3 separate regions of the Mus musculus genome follow, and regions 2 and 3 are each linked to region 1. A link is a contact called in public HiChIP or PLAC-seq data. All regions are on one chromosome and are shown on one strand. The core of a region is the stretch at or near the end of the contact, and the rest is flanking DNA. Distances in the headings are between cores, read along the strand shown.

Region 1 (2,522 bases), core at 17-2,516:
TTAAAAAGATTTATTTATTTATTATATGTAAGTACACTGCAGCTGTCTTCAGACACTCCAGAAGAGGGAGTCAGATCTCATTACAGATGGTTGTGAGCCACCATGTGGTTGCTGGGATTTGAACTCCGGACCTTTGGAAGAGCAGTCGGGTGCTCTTACCCACTGAGCCATCTCACCAGCCCAACAGTCCTTTTGAAAGGAGGGACAACCTTTTAAAAGTTGTACCTCAAGTCCCTGGCGGGTATGTCTTTTCCTTGTTAAGAACGAGGCTCATGGACCCTGTTTCAGTTTGCCTCTCACCGCTGGATCTGCTAAAGAACTGAGAGATGACTCAGCGTTAGAGTGCTTGATGCTCTTGCTGAGGGCTGGAATCTGGTTCCTAGCACCCACCCCAGGGGGTTCATAACCACCTGTAATTCCAGCTCGAGGGGGACCCAAGGCCCTCTTCTGACCTCTGCAGGAAGACCTCCCCATAAACACACAACTAAAAATAAAATAAATCTTAGGGCTGCAGATGGCTCAGCAGTTAAGAGCACTGGCTGCTCTTTAGAGGACCCGTGTTTGATCCTCAGCATCCGCACAGCAGCCCACAAGCATCTATAACTCCAGTCCCAGGGGATCACACGGTCTCTTCTGGCCCCGGGGTTGGGGGGCACCTAGCACGAATGTGGAACACTCATACATGCAGACAAAACACTTTTCTAAAGCTAAAAGGAAAAAAAAAAAAAAAAAGAACAGAGGCCAAGTTGATTCTCAGACCACAGGAAGCAAGTAACAGTTTAGACTCTTTCAAATGTCATCCAGTCTCCATGCAGGATAAATGGGCTCGATCTAGCTCTTGGCCTGATGATTTAAAGTAAACCAAAACCAATGATAACTAAACACTAGCCACAGCAAAAGGTTTCAGAGCGTGGTTGCATAGACAGACAGGTCTTCATTTATAGAATTCTGTTACAGATTTGAGTCCATATTCCTTATTAATGAGTACAAGTGAGACATTTACATTTGAATAAAGGAAGAATTGGGGTAGGGACAAAAGGCATGCATATAATTAAGGGATCCTGGTGAAGTTTATCTCACTCTAGTCCTTCAGTGGGGTCTCAGGAATGAATTATTCAACTGTCAACTGCAACCATCACTGATGGGGGGGGGGGTGCGGATGACACCCATACGGTTCTGGCAAGATGACGGGCTCCCAGTTGAGGATGCCTACATGTTGAGGGGAGGGGCACGGGGGATCGTCTGTCCTGCCAGCCTTTGCTGCTCCTGGAATCCAAGGTAGGAGAGTGACTCATCTCTGTGTTGTCAGCCTCAAAAAGCTTTCGAGTGAGTGTGTGTGTGTGCCTGTGCGCTGGAATCTGGCGAGCGTTCCTAAGTGATTAACAAGCCTGTCAGACAGGAGTAAAAGTCAAGGAGACCGACACAGATAAAGGCAGAGATGGCAGGCTTTTGTCCTGCTTTGAGTGACCTGTAAGTCCAAGCGAGAAGTCAATCCTTTTAGCTAAAGCTGCTTCTAAGTGCCTGTCACACAGGAGCGTGGCAGCTTCTCTTAGAGGGCCCAGCAGAAAGATACTTCTAGAAACTGATGGCTGACGCCCTGTTCTAAAAGGTTCTTCACAATCATCCTGTCTTAGTTAGGGCTCTATTGCTGTGACAAGTCACCATGACCAAGGCACCTCTAACAAGGGGAAACATTTAATTGGAGCTGGCTTCCCATCTTAGAGGTTTAGTCCATTATCACGCTAGGAAGTATGGCAACGTCCAGGCAGACACGGTGCTGGAGAAGGAGCTGAGAGTTCTCCGTCTTGATCCACAGGAACAGGAAGAGACACCGGGACTAGCTTGAGCATCTGAGACCTCAACATCTGTCCCCCAGCAACACGCTTCCTCCACCATGGCTCCTGGAGGCCATTTCCATTCAAACTACCACAGATCCACTTCACAGATAAAGAAACTGAGCCCCAGATTCTTGATGACCAAGGTCGTCAAGGCAGGGTATCAAACAGGAAGGACAAACCCTGATCCTAACATCCACCTGAGGGGACAGAGCCAAATGGAGACACTAATCAACTTTCTCTACTCCTGAAGACAATCATGCTGGGCAGATTGCTCGGGCATTGTAACCTGGGCTGTCACAGCGCTCCCACCTCAGAGACGGTGCTCAGATCTGCTAAACCATCCTACCTTTCTTCCTGACACTGGAGACCAAAGCTCTTGCTTCAGTTCTCTAGTGGGGACTGAACTGGGGTATTGCTAAGGGCCTATCTCCATGGTGGACTTCATTTCTTCTCTGTCTCTCTCTGCCTGGGACTCGAGGGGTCTGCACAGTGGCTGGTGTCCCTGGAGAGGGTCTCCCTGCCACAGCTTGCTGGGTGCTGCAGCCCAGCCTTGGAGGACAGCTAGGGACTCCAGGCCCAGCGAGACGCTGGCTACTTTGGTCCCTGCTTCTTCCATACCTACCTGTATGCCTAAGCCTTTCTTTGAATCCTCTTGAAGCACAGAGCGGCTGGCTCGCTATCCAG
Region 2 (2,522 bases), core at 15-2,514, 92 kb before region 1:
TGAAATGTTGGAGCTTCGATTATGCATATAATGCTAAGCTAAATGTAAGCTTCAGAACAGAGAATGAAACTAGGTGTGTCAATATGTGCCTTTGATCCCAGGAGACAGACGCTGGCAGATCCCTATGAGTTCTAGGCTAGCCATGGCTACACAGTGCCGTCCTGACTCAAAAGCCCAAAACCCAAAACAAGAAAATGATCCTGCTTCGAACACTTAAGTCATATGATGGTGCGTGCCTGTAATCCCAGCACGTGGAAACCGAGGCAGGAGCTCAAGTTCCAGGCTACAGAGGTCTTACTAAGCCACACACAAAGACCCTGGTGTCTCAAACACTAAGGGCTAAGGGTGGGCAGGGTGGGGGTGTGATGTGGTGTGTGACTCAGTAGGAGAGCACTTGTCTAGCATGTGCAAGGCTCTGAGTCTGCTGAGCTGCTCTGGGTACTTACGCCATCTATGTCCTATCAGCTGGAGTCTCTTCATCACAGATTTCTGCCACCCAGAGAGCCCGGAATGGAAATGATAACCTCTGATGGTGAACGCAGCCTTGCTGGCTGGGAGCCAAGGCTGAAAAGCTTAAATTACTGCCTTTCTCTCTTTGCTAAATTGCAGGCCAGAGACTCGGCAGAGCATCTCACAAAGAACTGATCAAGTGTGCGGCCGGCTGTTGGGCTTAAATTGCAGCTGCTGTTAGGTTCCTTTATTCCTCAGCAGAACACACTTATGACTTGGATTTACTTCCCTCTTCAGCTAGAGGAAAAAGATCAAAGTGAACGGGATAAAGCAAGACTGCTTCCAATACCAGGAAGGCAGGAGTCCGCCCCGAGAAGAAGAGCTCAGCACTGTGTCCCCACAGGGACCACACATCAAAGCCAAATACCAAATCAACTCAAGTGCGGTAATTGGGACAGACAAATGACTCTGTGATTACCCAACAAACTAGATGAGTCTGACCTATATGCTAGTAACTTATGATTCACAATGATGCCACTTAATATCACCTAATGATGAATAGGGAACAAACCATTACCCACAGGAAAAACTAAATTGGATATGTGTTAAGTGTCGCATGATCAAATGTATGTCCTTTACTAATAACAGTTACAAGTCTCTTTTGTTCCTGATTTTTTAAGATAGGGTTTTTCTGTGCAGCCAGCCCCAGGCAATCTTTGAACTCAGACATCTGCTGTCCTCCGCCTCTGAGTGCTAGGGTTAACCCCGGCACCCCCACCAAAGCCTGATGACTCACCATCCAAAAACTAAGCAACGCCTTACTATGTGCTTGCGATAGACAGGAAAACAAGGTTCCAGCTGTGTAAGAAGAAAGCTCGCCGTGATCCTGACCCAAAGCTTCTGACCTCAGGAGAACCAAGCCTCCATGTACAAGGCAGTAAGAATGCACACGGGCAGAAAGACAGTAAGGGCTCTTTTCTTCCAAACAACTGTCCAGGTTGAGTGTGATTTGTGTCTCCGAGGAACAGAGGGAGACCACTGTGTCTGCACCACCATTTGGTGTGAGAGTCTTTGGTGACAAGAGTCTTGCTAAAGGTAAACTTTCGGCTCTCAGTATTGCTCCAGCCTCTGGAATGCTGAGTTCGGAGGTGTATGTGATATCTGGGTAGAAATCAAGCCTTTTGGTGTTAACTTCCATTTTAAAATTGTCTTTTTTTTTGCATGTGTTAGTGTGTGTGGGCATATGTCCCATTAAGGTCAGAGGACAACCTGTAGGTGTGAGCTCTCACCTTCTGCCATGGGACTTTAGGACTCAGGTCACCAAGTGTCTGGCAGGCACCTTTAATTCTGGCTGTGTTTTTCAGAGACAAGCTCTCACTATGTAGCTGTGGCTGTCCTACAACTGGCCATGTAGACCAGGGTTTCCTCCAATTTATGTCAGTCCTCCTGCAGGCTGGGCTAACAGGAGAGTGCCCTGCAGGCTGGGCTAACAGGAGTGTGCCCCTAAGCTTGGCTAAGAACCAAGGCTTTAAGTACCAAGGCTCCCTCTTCTCACTACACAATACTAAGTCTGTGAAGAATGTACAGTCGGGAGTCTAAAATGAGTCCATAGAAAACGGAACATTTTAGAAAATCTGAGCTTAAACATAGACATATTCCTTCTAGTTAACCTTGGAAATAAGTCATTAAAATGTTTAAAATAAAATTATCCCATCCAGTGCTTTTCTGCTCTGTGATAGCCAGTATTTTCTGCATTTAAACGTTTGATCAAAAGTGAGTTAATTTTTACTAAGCTAAAAGAAAAAAAAAGTACATTTTTAGCGAGTAAGGAGGCTCTTGGACACGTACCTGAGGGATGGCGCCGTAGTTCCAAATATACCCTTTATAAGGGAACAGATTCGCCACATAGCGGAGCTTCCCCTTTTTCACATCTTGCTTGATTGGGTTTAAAGGGTCCTTTGTAGCAATCTGAAATGAAATGCCAGATGGGTGTGCAACACTGCTGGAGTCAGGATCCAAGAAAACAAATTATGTAGGCATGATCCCCCCTCCGTTATTCCAACTTCAGGATT
Region 3 (2,522 bases), core at 10-2,509, 78 kb after region 1:
ATAAATTTTTTAAAAGAGAGAGAGATAGATTTCATTTTCAGTGAAACTCATACCAAGTATGAGTAGTAAATACTGTCATTAAATTAAGCAGTTTCTCTCAAGAAGAACGAAGACCAAAGTGTGGACACTTTGCCCCTTCTTAGAATTAGGAACAAAACACCCATGTAAGGAGTTACAGAGACAAAGTTTGGAGCTGAGACAAAAGGATGGACCATCTAAAGACTGCCATATCCAGGGATCCATCCCATAATTAGCCTCCAAACGATGACACCATTGCACACACTAGCAAGCGTTTGCTGAAAGGACCCAGATATAGCTGTCTCTCGTGAGACTACGCCGGGGCCTAGCAAACACAGAAGTGGATGCTCACAGTCAGCTATTGGATGGATCACAGGGCCCCCAATGGAGGAGCTAGAGAAAGTACCCAAGGAACTAAAGGGATCTGCAACCCTATAGGTGGAACAACATTATGAACTAACCAGTACCCCGGAGCTCTTGACTCTAGCTGCATATGTATCAAAAGATGGCCTAGGTTGGCCATCACTGGAAAGACATTTGGACATGCAAACTTTATATGCCCCAGTACAGGGGAACGCCAGGGCCAAAAAGTGGGAGTGGGTAGGTAGGGGAGTGGGGGGGGTATGGGGGACTTTTGGGATAGCATTGGAAATGTAAATGAGGAAAATACCTAATAAAAAATATTTTTAAAAAATTAAGTAGTTTCTGGGGCTGGAGAGATGGCTCAGCGGTTAAGAGCACTGACTGCTCTTCTGAAGGTCCTGAGTCCAATTCCCAGCAACCACATGGTAGCTTACAACCATCTGTTGTGATGAGGTCTGACGCCCTCTTCTGGGGTGTTGGGGTGTCTGAAGATAGCTACAGTGTATTTACATATAATAAATAAATAAATAAATAAATAAATCTTTAAAAGAAAAAAAAAAAAAGAAAGGAGTTTCTGCTGGGCGGAGTCTACTTGGGAGGCAGAGGAAGGAGAATCATCTCTGTGCAGTCCGAGGACAGCCTGGTCTACATAGGGAGTTCCAGGACAGCCTGGTCTACATAGTGGGATCATATCTCAAAATAAAAATAAAAATAATTATATTAAGTTTAAAAAGACGGAGGGAGGGAGGAGGAGAAGAGAGGGAGGGAAGGAAGCAAGCAACGAGTTTCCAGATCACGTGGTCCCTACAGGGGTCAGACAAGTACATATACAGGAAATGAGCTGGCCCAGGGAGGACTAAAACCCAGCAAGGGCCAGGCCGGCTGGTGACAGGGCGCCATCTGCTGGTAAGTGTAGGGAAAAGTAGCTAACAGCAGGTGAGCCTGGAAAAGGGAAGGGGAGGCCACGCCCCTTCTCTCCCTAACCTTCATCTCCCATCCTGAGGCTTGACCTCTCCCAACGCATGCTCACTTTGACCGCTTATACGCACCTGGAGGCTTCCGGGACAACCCACCTGTCCAGATCTCAGACACGCAAGGCAGCAGGGACTCTTGCACAAGCCTCTCATCCAGGTGCTGCTTGAGAGAACCTTGAACTTTCAGGGACATGGGGCCCATGAGCCCACGCATATTTGCCCAGCTCCCAGACAGTTCCAAGAGGAGGACCCGCAGAATTGGGTTTGGCTGGGGGGGGGGGGGTGCGGTAAATGATAAACTGGACTTCATCGAGATCACAAACATCTGTCTCTCAAAAGACACGGTTAGAAGGCTGAAAGACAAGTCAGAGCCCAGAAACTGAACTAGCAAAACACGTCTGGCCAGATATGATAGAGAACACATAGGACCCCAGCACTGAGGAGGCTGAGGCACCAGCAAGATGGCTCAGCAGATAAAGGCACTTGCCACCAAGCCTGATGAACTAAATTCACCCCTGGGGGAAGGAGAGAAGCTGATCTCTGACCTCGACATAATTACTCCGGCATACATGTGCCCCAACCAATAAATAAATAGAGAATAAATGTAACTTTTTTGGGGGGGATGTATCTTTCCATTTTATTTTTTTAATATTTTTTATTATTACGTATTTTCCTCAATTACATTTAGAATGCTATCCCAAAAGTCCCCCATACCCTCCCCCCTAAATGTAACTTTTAAAGAATGTATCTTTCTAGATCTGGGCAGGGTGGCACATGCCTTTAGTCCTAGCACTCAGAAGGCAGAAGCAAACAGATCTCATTGAGTTCCAGAATAGCGAGGGCTACGTAGACAGACACTACCGCAAGAGGGAAAAAAATCAAATATATCTGTATACAATACACACACACACATACCACTGACATATTTTCAAAACTTAGAGAAAACTCACTTATTTAAAATGGGTAACAGTGGAAGTTTGGAACACAGATTTCATCAGAGATGGACAGGTGGCGAAAAAGCACAAGAAAAGATTTTCAACATCATTTGTCATCAATACAGAACTGTAAATAAAGCAACAAGAGGTGTTGTCTCACCCCTGAACTGAAAACTACACTGAGTGCTAAAGAGATCTGACTTGAAAAGGGCCATTCCACAGTCAAACCACC

The links. HiChIP or PLAC-seq counts read pairs in DNA pulled down with a chosen protein or histone mark.
Region 2: an H3K27ac HiChIP or PLAC-seq map of trophoblast stem cells shows a contact between it and region 1, with 11 read pairs. The contact joins two enhancer-like sites. A contact is called at or near these places in 1 of 15 datasets of contacts at CTCF or cohesin (the NIH/3T3 cell line), 3 of 115 datasets of contacts at active chromatin or transcription factors (embryonic stem cells and trophoblast stem cells) and 3 of 9 other capture datasets (adipose tissue, liver and pancreatic islet).
Region 3: a contact with region 1 is called in an H3K27ac HiChIP or PLAC-seq map of trophoblast stem cells, with 19 read pairs. The contact joins two enhancer-like sites. A contact is called at or near these places in 7 of 39 promoter capture datasets (the 3T3-L1 cell line, HPC-7-derived erythroid cells, embryonic stem cells and 2 more), 3 of 15 datasets of contacts at CTCF or cohesin (CD8 T cells, the NIH/3T3 cell line and large pre-B cells), 9 of 484 Hi-C or Micro-C datasets (the C2C12 cell line, ECoMG myeloid progenitors, cortical neurons and 5 more), 7 of 115 datasets of contacts at active chromatin or transcription factors (embryonic basal ganglia, embryonic stem cells, epiblast stem cells and 2 more) and 1 of 9 other capture datasets (embryonic stem cells).

What each region holds. Positions count from the first base shown.
Region 1 is chr10:61,569,120-61,571,641 of GRCm38.p6, reverse strand. All of the region lies in intron 4 of Lrrc20 (leucine rich repeat containing 20), which reads right to left. Among named protein-coding and RNA genes, the nearest start is that of Npffr1, 25 kb to the left of the region's middle. Within about 2 kb of position 1,266, at least 38 of the 459 cell types and tissues checked have an H3K27ac peak or open chromatin away from gene starts, as enhancers often do. A contact at or near this core is called in trophoblast stem cells, where this site is marked.
Region 2 is chr10:61,660,808-61,663,329 of GRCm38.p6, reverse strand. It overlaps Ppa1 (pyrophosphatase (inorganic) 1), which reads right to left. Exons shown (of 11, transcript NM_026438.4): 4 at 2,299-2,418. Among named protein-coding and RNA genes, the nearest start is that of Ppa1, 13 kb to the right of the region's middle. Within about 2 kb of position 1,264, at least 77 of the 459 cell types and tissues checked have an H3K27ac peak or open chromatin away from gene starts, as enhancers often do. A contact at or near this core is called in trophoblast stem cells, where this site is marked.
Region 3 is chr10:61,491,013-61,493,534 of GRCm38.p6, reverse strand. All of the region lies in intron 2 of Lrrc20 (leucine rich repeat containing 20), which reads right to left. Among named protein-coding and RNA genes, the nearest start is that of D830039M14Rik, 16 kb to the right of the region's middle. Within about 2 kb of position 1,259, at least 30 of the 459 cell types and tissues checked have an H3K27ac peak or open chromatin away from gene starts, as enhancers often do. A contact at or near this core is called in trophoblast stem cells, where this site is marked.